Regions from separate parts of the Ovis aries genome. Here region 1 is linked to region 2. The links are chromatin contacts, called in public Hi-C maps. All regions are on one chromosome and are shown on one strand. The core of a region is the stretch at or near the end of the contact, and the rest is flanking DNA. Distances in the headings are between cores, read along the strand shown.

Region 1 (6,206 bases), core at 2,919-5,418, 450 kb after region 2:
TTTGACACACATTAATCACATGATTATTATTAATGGTGACAGATTTTACCTTTTTTTGCAAAGCATAGGCCATTTTAGAATTTAACTTGGTTTTTAATCCTGAAGAGCATCAGGCCTTTCTGAGTACCTTATCAAGAGATGACACAGCTGGATTAACCTTTGCCTCTGGCGGCCATCCCATGGGCTTTTGCGGGTGCCAGGAGGAAGGGATGGGACTCTTGGAACATCCCCCACACCACCCCAGCCTGGGGAACAAAGAAAGGGCAACACTCACGTCACTCTTCATCCCGATCTCACTGTAGGCCTCCGCCATCTTGTCTTTTCTTAGCTCCTGAAGAAGAGGGCATGAGACACTGGTTTACCAACCAATGCAGAAAACTGTGGACTCCCCTGCAAAAGGAAACCTCTAGATTCCCAAGTTGGGGGGGGGGGGGCGGGGTTCTATATTCAAGGCTCCAACAATCAGCTCCAAGCCCACCATCTTCCTCAGCCCTTTGGAAACCTCTGAGCTGCCAGCCCTTTGCATTGAGCTGAGAAGCTCAGCTTAGAACCTGAGATAAGATGTGGAGTCCTAGCCAAAGGTTGCACATGTTGGACAATGCAAGAGCTCACTCGAAGGCCCAAGATTATTTATTTAAGCAAGTTGTCTCTCTACATAGCCAACGCCATAGGAAGAAGTAGCTCTCTTTACAGCAGGTTACCCCCTGCAGTAGTCCCCCACACACTGATCAACACCCAGGATGGGGAGGTTTTCATCAAGAGGCGAAACTCAGGGACTACTCTGGCTCCTAGGAACAGGAGTCCCTCCCAGGGGCTTGCCCAGCTCGACCTCCCTGTCCCTGCTAGGTCCCAACCAGGCTGATCTGAGAACTCCAGCGGCAGGCCGAGGGGCCTTCCTACAACCAGCCACTGCAGGCAGCAAGCAGGTGAGGCGGAATTCCGCCCGGGAAGTGAGAGTCAAGTCAGGCAAAGACTGCAGGGCGAGGAGCCAAAACCTTTGTCCAGAGCCCTTCTCCAGCCCTACCCCCCAAATTTCCAAGGAAAAATATGCCACCTCCTCTACTCACATTATACACGACTTCGTGGGGGTTCTTCTTCCTCTGCTGGGAGAGAGAAGGGGAAGAAGTTAGCAAGGGAGAAACAGGAATCCAGGCCAGGAGAGCTGAGGCACCCTCCCGCTGCCCCTTCCGCCCAGCTGTGGGCTCCCCCTCAGCCCGCGTCCTCCCTGCGCCCCTGCAGCCAGCTTAGCCGCCGGGGGCCTTCATGGCCTCCTGCTGCCTGAGGCATACAGACGTGCTCTCACACCCAAGCTGAGCTCTGCTCTTAAGACCCCACCTCGGGCCTCCTCCAGCTGCGCCCTTTCCCACAGGGTGTGGCATCAACAGCTGAAAAGGCAGAGCTGCTGAGAGTCTGGTATTAGCGTTGCCGCATTCATGCTGTGAAGGCCCGGGTGACCCAGGAAGGAGCCCCGGGCGGCGGCGGAGGACGGGGTGATGGCCAGCGGTCCGCCTAGCGAGGCCTCTCTCACACCTCAAGGTCCAGCATGGTGAAGAGCGCGCTGGCCCCAAGGAGCTCTCTTCCAACTGCCTGGCTGAGCCCGCACACACACTCACACTCACTCTCACACACATACATGCAAACACAAAAAGGCCCTACCGGTTTCCCCCCCATCTCAGGGTCGAAGCCCCCTCTCCGATCCAGGACTGCATACTCCTCTCTTCGGCCGACATTCAGCTCCTAGAAGAGGCAGAAATGAGTCAGAGATGAGAAAGGAAAGCTCAGGAGGATGGGGCCAGTAGGCCAGGGAGTTCTTTACGAGTGGAGCAGGGATCACACAGATCTTCACAAAGGAGCAGGGATCATCTCAGAAAGCCTCTCAGAGAACATATTACTTGGGCGGGGGTGGGGGGGGGGGTGGTAGGGGTGGGCATGATCTATTCGATCAAAGTCCCATTGCACGGAGGGAGTGAAATCGCTTCTCCACCGCAGGGAAGTACTCTTTCCTTCTCCACCCCCATCCCGCTGGTCCGTGAAACCGCTGCCGGGCCGGGGCTCGCTTGGAGCAGGCACTGCACCGAGTGGGCGCTTGCCGCGCAGCACACCGCCAGGGAGCGGCATCCTCCCAGCACCTCCACGAAGCAGGCGTGGTGACTATCCCCGTTTTACGAGTTAGGAAACTGGGTCCCAGAGAGGTTTTTAGCCCGCAGGGCTCACAGCCGCGGACCAGACCCACAGCCGAGCCCCTGGCGGCTGTTTCCCCCACGTCCCAGGAGAGGCGAGCACCTTCTAGGCTAGGCTCTCCGGGAGAGGCGGACTTACGTTGTAGACCGGGTTCTGGCCATGCTGGTAGGCGGGGGCGTCGGCACTCCTGCTGAACTGGATGGGGAAGAGGAGAGAAAGCGCTTTACTTTTTGCGCGGGCAGCCTCGCTCCGCTTCTCCACTGCAAACGGCGTGCTCCCTGTCTGCTGGGGCTGGGCCCCTGCGGGCCCCCGTGGCGTGAAAGCTTCATTTCTGAGCCCAACTGTCCTTCCCCCTCGCAGGGGTCAAGCTCAGTCACCGCAGGTGCCCCAGCAACCGCCCTGGTTTCCGCTCCCGGGCCCGTGCCCTCGCGCATGCGCAGAAGCGCCGGCCTCGCGGGCCGCACCCACTGCGTTCCCGGCTTTTCTCCTGGCCGCTTCCTCCCAGGGATTCGGAGGACTAGTTGAGAGATCCCACCTCCATCGTGACCCCTGCACCCGGGTGCACTGTGTCCGTGTGGCACTGTGTCCTGAGGACCTGGCCCAGGCACATGGCCTCGCTCTGTTTTCAGTTCATGCCCCTCAGCTGAAACTGCAGGTCTTGCAGATTCAGAACACTGGGAAACACCTGGCAGATGATCTAGGGCAGCGTTCCTCAAACTTAAGAAAGCAAGACATTGTTTCTTATAATAAAATGTTTTGCTAAAGTCCAAAATCAAAAAAAAAAAAAAAAAAAAAAAGGTTAAGGCACAAAAGTCCTATGGCCACCCCAGCCCCAGCCCCAGCCCCTCCAAATACTGCAGGGCCTGCAGGGCCCTAGGTGAAAACCAATGCTCTGGGTTAATCTTCCCACGTACAGATGAAAAACGGGTTTGAGGAGAAAAGGCTGGCCAAGCCTGGGTTTGCAGTTGGACAGCAGGGTCTGGAAAGAGACTGCAGGCCTCCACCTCTCTGCTCTTCACTGAAGCATAACCCCTTTTCCTAGCAGAACCTCTGCCTTGAGACGCCTAAAGGTTCACACATCTGTATGACTCTTCACTAAGACTCCAGCACCAGTGTACAATCAATTGAACACTCATCCTCCCACTCTTGTGTGGCTAAGCAAAACATCACCCCCCACCTCTCCAGCCCACCCAGTGTGCACACTTGGTCTCTGTTTTGCCCATGGATACCAACCACTCATGCTTGAGACTTTCCAAGACCAAGGCCCTCTAAACATCCACTGAGTTGGGGAGCCCATGCCCTCCCCGCAGAGGCCAGTGGCACCAACCTTTGCTCTCAGAAACAGGGCAGTGACAATAACGCCGTAGATGAAGAGGATCCCATCCAGCAGGTAGCAGAGTTTAGGATCGAGCAGGCCGAAGCTCTGTGCCGCTGTGTCGAGAGATGAGATTGATTAGCCAGGTCCAGGTGAAGGAACATGTCTGCCTGCACGGGGCAGGTACCGTGACAGGTCAAGGAAATCATGATGAAGGCTGGCTGCATTCTCCATACCCCATTTGACCACAACCTCTCTCCCACCTTGGACCGGCCTCTGGGGAAACCTAGCCTGCCCCAGCAGTGGACCTGACACCTGGCAGGGCCACAAAGCCTGGAAGACAGGAAGGAGGCAAAAACTAAGTGGGGGAGGTGAGATTGCCCACTGTGCGCATTGTGCAGGGGAACACCTTGGGCTGCTGCCTCCCAGCCCGGGAGCCCAGATAGGTGCGAGCCCCGTGTGAAGCGCGTCATCTGGAAGCCACCCCAAATTGCCAAGGGGCCCCTCACAGTATGCACTACGCAAACTAAAGTACAGTGGGGTTGGGGAAGGAGGTACAGTAAACATTCCGGTTAAACAAGAAAAGCATTTTTTGAAAGCTCACTGCACTGTGAGAGAGGAGACACGGATTTAGCCTAGACTGTTCTTCCTGCCAGGTATGTGTGCAGCAACTCAAGTGTAAAATGGGGTGTAGTAGGCGTCTAACTCCACCCCTGCCTGGTATCACGGAAGCCACAGTCCCGCGGCCGCAACCTCTCCCTGGCCGAGGGCGCCCTCTAATGGCCGCCTGAAGGACTACCTCGAGACTAAGGCAGTGGACAAGATGTGCGCTTGAAGGCCTCTTCCTTATTAATTCTGTGACTTGGGGCAAGTTATTTACCCTAGTTCAGCTGCCTCTTCTGTTGACCAGGGTGAAAACTATAACATTTCTTTAGTGTTTACTTCGTGCTAGACAAGTAATAACTTGATGATGTAATAACTTGTCAGTTTCTCCCAACAGCGCCACATGGACACAGGCAGGGAGAACTTGGATTTAGCCAGGAGCCCTCAGCGAGTAAGAGGCAGGTCAGGAGAGCCCAGGTGGCGTATCTCCCCTCCTCCCCTCGTCCCCGACCTCCTGGGCCCAGCCCTGCCCTCCCTCTTGCAGGAGCAACGTTTTGGCCTCTGCCACAAGCTGTGGGAGCAGGTGAGTCAAGGCTGCACCCTAGTCCCCAACCCCAGCCCTCTTGAATCCTTCTGTTCTCAACCCTTTGACTCCTTCCCTAACTCAGGACGCTCCACCCCCACCCAGGCACTGATTTCTTTGTAAACGTTCCTAGTCCTTGCTCAGAAACCGTTTTGTCTGTCTGAGTAAAGTCTGAAGTAGGGGATCTGAAGGCCACTCCAGTATTCTTGCCTGGAAAATCCCATGGACAGAGGAACCTGGCCAGCTACAGTCCATGGGGTCGCAGAGATTCAGACACGACTGATCACACACACACACACCACACACACTGAAGGCCTATAAGGAGACAAGCCAGCCCCCAGCAAAGGCCATGTCTGGTGGCCACTCCACCCTAGCTGGGGTAATTTGTTTTTCCTTTTAGGACTGGAGGGGTGTCAGCGGAGATTTATTTGGGTGGTTGAGATTCAGAAAAAGGGTTGGGAGAAAATCGCTTAGTTGCCTGTCACATAAAATGAGAACAGAAAAATTACTGGACAGTAAATTTAGAACAAATAAGGAGAAATATTTCTTGGTGTTGTGCAGAGCCAGTGCAGTGGTGGAGAGGATTTGGCCCCTCCCCAGAAATAAGTAATAGGAACACATTTCTTTTTTTTCTTTCTTTTTGAACAGCAGCATGATTTCATGACCAAAGACAAATGTGCTATGTGTGGTTTGGTCAAAAAAAGGATATTAATCACCACACATACCCCAGGGTAGGAAACTTCCCTCTGCCGAGTCCAACTGTGACCAGGCTAGCAGAATGGGACTGAGGAAGGCAGTGATAATCCAGAAAGTTCCTTGAAGGGACCCAGGGCCTAATTCAGTTGTGTGGTTAATTAAATATTTATTGGGCATCTGCTTGATGTCAGAGGATATTGAAATAGAAAGAACCCTGGATTGGGTATCAGGTGGGTTCTATCAATAGTCCTTCGTCTGCCACTAAGTAGCTATGTGGTTTTGGGCAAGTCACCTCCCCTCTCGGGGCCTCAGTTTCTCCATCTGTAAAATAGTGGGTCATCCTGTCTACCTTAAGGGTGTGGTGAGACCCAAATGAGAGAATGTACTGGTAGGTGTTTTTGTAAATTTCCTCCATAAGGATAACATGTCTAGCATTTGAGTCCCTGCTCTTTCAGGGCTTACGTCTTAGCTCTTGAGGCCACACCCAGGTTGGAGGGGCTTCCCTTGAACAGCAGGCAGCTTTCCAAGATGACAACTCAAATTCAGGAGCCATGGACACGCCTAGGTTCTGGCTCCTTCCCTGCCTCCCCATCCCCAAAGGAGAGACCCGTTTTCCTCCTTCCCTGAGCATCTCGTTTCTGTCCCCACCACATTCAGTCCCTAAGAGAGGTATTTAATGGGGTTATATGGTGGCTGTTTTCCTAAACAACAGGAGAACCTGTTTTATTTCATGCTTCCCATCCTCTGCCCCAGATCCACAGCACCCAAGAGAACCCCAGAATTTGCACAAGTACCCAGATACCGATTAAGTGTTCTCATTCTCAATCC
Region 2 (5,828 bases), core at 563-3,062:
AATGAGGGCTGAGCTGATGGAGGGGGTAGGAAGGAACAGACACACATGAAAGAAGTCCACAGAAAGAAGGCTGCGAAAACCAGCAGGCCACCCACCCTCAATGCACAGCCTAACCTGATCGCTTAGAATTCCTGAAGACCTTAAGCTAGGGTTGTTCACTCAACACTGTAAGTTATCACACCACTGCGTACAGTGGTTTGTTCTATAAAAATACTGTATACCTGACTCTGCTGGGCATGGAGATAACAGAGTGTGTGAGTTTTTGTGTTTAAGGAATCCAGTGGAGGCAAAAAAAAAAAAAAAATGACCAGGCAGGACGCAACAATGCTGAGACAGGAAAGGCATGACAAGGGACACTGACTTAGTCATGAAGCCAGTAGTGGAGGTGCTGGGAGGGGTGGAGAAAGAGAGGGATGGCACTCCAGCCCGAGGGAGCAGCCTGTGCAAAGGCCCTGAGGCAAGAAGACTCCAGGCAGTGTCATTTTTGGTGGGAGGAAGAGGACACAAGTGGAAAGTACTGTTACTGAATTCCTCAGTGGCAGGCCTGTCCATCCTGCTTCTTTCTTTACATGCCCCCTTGGATGGCTTGCTTGCCCCAGTAAACAATGATGCCCTTTCTACAGTGTAGACTGCACAGGCGCACACTCACTGGGCGTGGAGGCTGAATTCCAGTCTCCGCTCGGCCCAGGGCTGCTGGGAGAGGCTATCCAGGAGGCACCTCTCCCCTCTAGCTTCACATCTGCTCTGGTATTTGCTGTCCGACAAAGGCAGGTGGTTGCTGGGTGTGCCCCCTCATTTCCTGTTGTCTTGGTGAGGGGCAGTCAGGCATGGAGCAGCATGGGGCAAATCAAAGGCATTTCCCATTGCCACCCTAGTCAGTTAGTCCCTAAAACTAAAAGGCCTTAGGTTCAAGAACAGGACTCAGGTATCCATGCCCAGACCCCGGGGACTGAAGCAGCCTGGGGAGGAAAAGGCTGCCACCCATGGGCTACTCTCACAAACAGCTCTCTGCCCTCCCTGCTGGCCCAGCCCGCAGGTATCTGCAGGACAGAGAAAGAGAGCATCACTTCTGAGGAGACTGGCTCCTGGTCAGAGCTGTTCATGACCCAGGCTTCGTGTCTTGAGCTCTCCAGAGGTCCAGGAACATCCCTCCCTACCAATAGAAACTCTCACCCTTGCTCCCAGGTACTCCTTTAACAGGATCCTCACCTTTTATTCCACAAAAGAGACTGGCCACAAATACAACACCACCTTCGAAGTCTCTCACTGACTCAGAACCATGCTAAGGGTGCATGACTAGTAGCCAGCATATGCTGAACATATCCAGTGACTAGCTTTCTTACGCCACCATTTGCTGAGGGAAAATTATTAAAAACAAATCCCTAATCCACTCTAAAGGCACCAGTAGAAATAACGGCAAACAAGGGACCAACCACTTCCTAGGAGACCCACGTTATGGAGGAATGTGTCAGGGTCTTTTCCCCAGGCCCTAAGCCACAGCCCTCAAACTACTTTCCCACCTCAGCTCATCCTAGGCACCGCCAGCCCCCACTCCGTCCAGCCCCTCCCGGAAGCTCCCCTCCGCAGCCCTCACCATCAAAAACAGCTAGGACCTAGAATCATACAGATCTAGTTCAAACAGCCGTTCCACCCGCTGAGGGGGGTTGTAGGACTCTTGTAGATCTTGGATTCTCAGTTGGCGCGTCCCAGCTCCTAAATAGATTGTCGATTTCGCCTGAATATTTATAGAGGGCGGAGTGATGGGAGGGAGCGGGTCCAGGCCTCTCCAAAGCCTGCGACTCCCGCTGCAGACGTCAGGGGGCGCCAAAGGCCGGGAAGACGATCAGTCCTGCTCGGCTTCGCCAGGTCCCGGGTCCCCTGGCCAGGTGACTGCCCCTTGGTGACCAAGACGGTTCCCCTCCTTCCGGAAGCTCCGTGCTCGCTTCAGTTTACTGTGAGGTCACGCAGCCTGAATGGACGACCCCATTTAATTCAAAAGCTGTTCTGCCTAAAATCAGCCCAGCAGCAAACCATTTGGAAATAAAACTTGTAAAAATCTTTTTTCCTGGGTTTACTTAATATATAGTACCAATTATCTTTCTAAAGCAAAACAGTCTTTTCACCGAGTTTCATAATCTCAGATTAAATTTGTAGTCTTTGCTCTTCGAGTTTAACTAATTCGTCTCATAAGAGCAGCTGGTCCTAAGAGAAGAGAGGGGGGGAAATCCGGTCATTCATTCACACTTGAATTGGGCCCTGCTGCCCTGCCTGGCAATGGCAGCCCACTCCAGTACTCTTGCCTGGAAAATCCTATGGACGGAGGAGCCTGGTAGGCTGCAGTCCATGGGGTCGTTGAGAGTCAGATACGACTGAGCGATTTCACTTTCACTTTTCACTTTCCTGCATTGGAGAAGGAAATGGCAACCCACTCCAGTGTTCTTGCCTGGAGAATCCCAGGGACGGGGGAGCCTGGTGGGCTGCCATCTATGGGGTCGCACAGAGTCAGACATGACTGAAGCGACTTAGCAGCAGCAGCCCTGCCTGAAACCAGCTTGCTGCCAGAAGAAAACCAAAGCCGTTAAATACGGAAGCCAGAGGAGCCAGAATCAGCCAGAGAAGGGCCAGGTGGAGCAGAGTGAGGGACTCAGCTGGGGGTGAACCAGGATAAGGGAAGGGGGTGAGGAAGGGCAGACAGTGCAGAAGAGAAGCTGGAGGAAAATGCTCATTTCCCTGGCTGAGTAATATCTCTCTCGGGAGCTAATGCAGATAAAATTAAGTGCTGTGAACACAAAACGGTTTAATGCAACATTAATTATAATAGCTTAAATTGGAAACAGCGTCCAGTTCTGGGACAGAGGACTCAGCATTCCCTTGCTGAAGTGGCATGAAGCTTAAAGAGCAGCAAGTGCTAAGACAGCATGTAATGATATGAAATGAGAAAAGTTCCTATGGTTAGGTTACAAATTCAGTTATGTACAGAAATAAGTATGTGGATAGGAACTGGAAGAAAACATGGAGAAATAAAACCCAATGATATATGTGAATGTTTGTCTTTTTTTGTTTCATCTTTCTTTAAATTCGTATATTTTTAAGAGGCAAGGGGTCACCAAACACAGCTATATGTTTATTTGCGTCAGGACTAAGGTCCTTGGAGCGGGAGAACAATAACAGTCCGGCAGAGCAGAAACAGGCTTCTTTCTAACAGTCTGCTGCACTAGAGATTTTGGCACGAGGAGCTCTTCACAAACAGGCAGACTCTTGATTCCACGAGGCCAGGAGAAAAACACATCACAGCGCTCCACCTGGTCTGGGTCAACCGAAACACAGCTGTAAAAATGCCGTCAGATAATAAAATGTGATGGTGTCAGCCTCGTCCAGGAGATTAGGAGAGGTGTTCCTACAGCTCTAAGACCATCAAAGCTCCCCGTGAAAACCTTGAAAGAAATATCCATGTACTCAGAGGGCTATGGCTCTTCAGTGTCCCAGACCTCGGTTAAGACCTTCAGTGTGGAAGAGCAGTTACAGAAGCTCAGTTTTCAGTGAGTGACGCTTCCAAATGGGCATGTCCTGTGGACAGTGGGCACATCCATGGCTGGCACTGCTCTGCCTCTCCAACCTTCTTTCATTAGCATGGGCACAGGAAGGGCAAGACACAAGTTAATGCAATGACACCATAAAACATAATTGGCAGCTTACATCTGCCACAGAGTGAAAGAAAGGGTGTGCCGAGAAGTTGTCAGCCATGAAGAGTTTGGGAATCACCCAAAACTGGAAGGCTTGATGGTTGGGAACAGTGAAGGGATTTGAGCATCAAATCCCTGTTTCCATCAAAGCTTGGACACTCTCTAGTGGTCACTTAACTGCTTGGGTCTCAGTGTTCCCTTCTATCAAATATGAGTGTTAATACCCACTGGCACAGATGTATTGCAAAGATGAAATGAGATCATATCCGTAGAGGACTTACTGAGATGCCTGGCACATAGCAAACAGAAGCTCAAAAAAGGATAGCTGTTATGGTTGTGAATTTGGTGTTATCTAATGAACGGACGCTTACTCCTTGGAAGGAAAGTTATGACCAACCTAGACAGCATATTCAAAAGCAGAGACATTACTTTGCCAACAAAGGTCTGTCTCGTCAAGGCTATGGTTTCTCCAGTAGTCGTGTAGGGATGTGAAAGTTGGACCATAAACAAGGTTGAACACCAAAGAATTGACGCTTTTGAACTGTGGTGTTGGAGAAGACTCTTGAGAGTCCCTTGGACTTCAAGGAGATGCAACCTGTCCATCCTAAAGGAAATCAGTCCTAGTTGAAACTCCAATACTTTGGCCATCTGATGCGAAGAGCTAACTCATCTGAAAAACCCTGATGCTAGGAAAGATTCAGGGCCGGAGGAGAAGGGGACGACAGAGGATGAGATGGCTGGATGGCATCACTGAGTTGATGGACATGAGTTTGAGTAAGCTCCGGGAGTTGGTGATGGACAGGGAGGCCTGACATGCTGCAATTCATGGGGTCACAAAGAGTAGGACACGACTGAGCCATTGAACTGACTGATACAGGCAAAGGTCATTGCAATTTGATGGCAGTTTTCCCTCCATTTAAGAGGATCCCCTTGGTTTTGCAGAGCAGGAGGACACAGAGACTGGGTATTTAGTTCGATGGAATGGGTGCAGTTTCCTGCCCTCCTCTTACACAACTAAGTAAACACATTAGTCTTTATTTGGCCACAGAAAGCCTGGAATCCAGTCACTATAGATTCGCCAATGTAGGTCAGAAAATCTGATATATCGTCTTCCTTATATCATTAAAATGTCATTCCATTGCAACTTAATATGTAAATTGAACATAATTCCAACCAACTTTTTGTAAACATAACAATGTGATTTTAATATTAACATGAAAGAATAAATGTGTAAAACTGATTTGGAAAAGTTTAGTAAGAGAAGATATTACATAGTGCCAGATTTTAAAAGCCATGCACACAAATACTGATAACTAAATAAGTATGTGTGCATGTGTGTTTGTATCTCAACACAGACTATAGACATACTATAATCACAACGCGATACTGGCATAGGAATAATCAAAAGGAGAACAAATGAAATAAGGAGTAAAAAACAGCTGTGTATATGTAGCAATTTAACATGTGATAAACCTGGCATTCCAGTGGGAAAATCATTGTTTCTTTGGTATAATAAATGATGTTGATGTAATTGGCTATTCATTTGGAAGAAAACAAAGACTCTTAGTATCCTGTGTTCAAAAATAAATTCCTGATGAAACAAAGATCTAAGGGTAAAAAACAAGACTTACAGACATAAGAAAAGAACATTAAGTTCATTTTTATAACCACAAAGGTGGTGTGAGAGATCTTGTACAAGACAAGAGTCCCCAAATCCAGAGCAAAAAACATCAATGGGATATGGAGGGGACTTCTCCTGTGTCTCAGAGTGTCCACTAAAATCTTCAAGTTGAGGCTCTGAATGGTTAGCATCCTCAGTGCTGAGGAGAGGAGTGACTTTCCCAGGAGTGAACTCTCTAATTATCAGTTGCCCTCCTCCTTCCCGTTTAAGAGAAGACTAGAGAGATTTCTTTAAAGAAGATTGTCAGAAATAGGGACCATGAGCATTTCTCCTCCTTCTCTTGGTGGAGAGGAAGGAGGTATTCCCCCGCATCTCATTCCCAGCCAGGGAGGAACCGCACAATACCATGTGGAGAGAGCGGTTGTCTACTGTTGGGAACTGGCATCTCTCACTTGTCTCTGAGACTTGTAAGGAATCAGTAAGTTCCTACAGTTTACTCCTGGAACATGATGATGGAAGGGCTT

What was found. Hi-C and Micro-C count contacts between places; a contact is called where the count stands out from the background.
Region 1: a contact with region 2 is called in a Hi-C map of hypothalamus, with 6 times the contacts expected there. The contact joins two enhancer-like sites. A contact is called at or near these places in 11 of 16 Hi-C or Micro-C datasets (blood, hypothalamus, liver and 5 more).

Annotation. Positions count from the first base shown.
Region 1 is chr1:119,640,928-119,647,133 of ARS-UI_Ramb_v3.0, forward strand. It overlaps CD247 (CD247 molecule), which reads right to left. Exons shown (of 8, transcript NM_001009417.1): 2 at 3,509-3,612; 3 at 2,320-2,376; 4 at 1,657-1,737; 5 at 1,068-1,103; 6 at 275-331. Among named protein-coding and RNA genes, the nearest start is that of CD247, 79 kb to the right of the region's middle. Within about 2 kb of position 4,169, at least 24 of the 54 cell types and tissues checked have an H3K27ac peak or open chromatin away from gene starts, as enhancers often do. A contact at or near this core is called in hypothalamus, where this site is marked.
Region 2 is chr1:119,190,334-119,196,161 of ARS-UI_Ramb_v3.0, forward strand. All of the region lies in intron 3 of GPA33 (glycoprotein A33), which reads right to left. Among named protein-coding and RNA genes, the nearest start is that of GPA33, 29 kb to the right of the region's middle. Within about 2 kb of position 1,813, at least 24 of the 54 cell types and tissues checked have an H3K27ac peak or open chromatin away from gene starts, as enhancers often do. A contact at or near this core is called in hypothalamus, where this site is marked.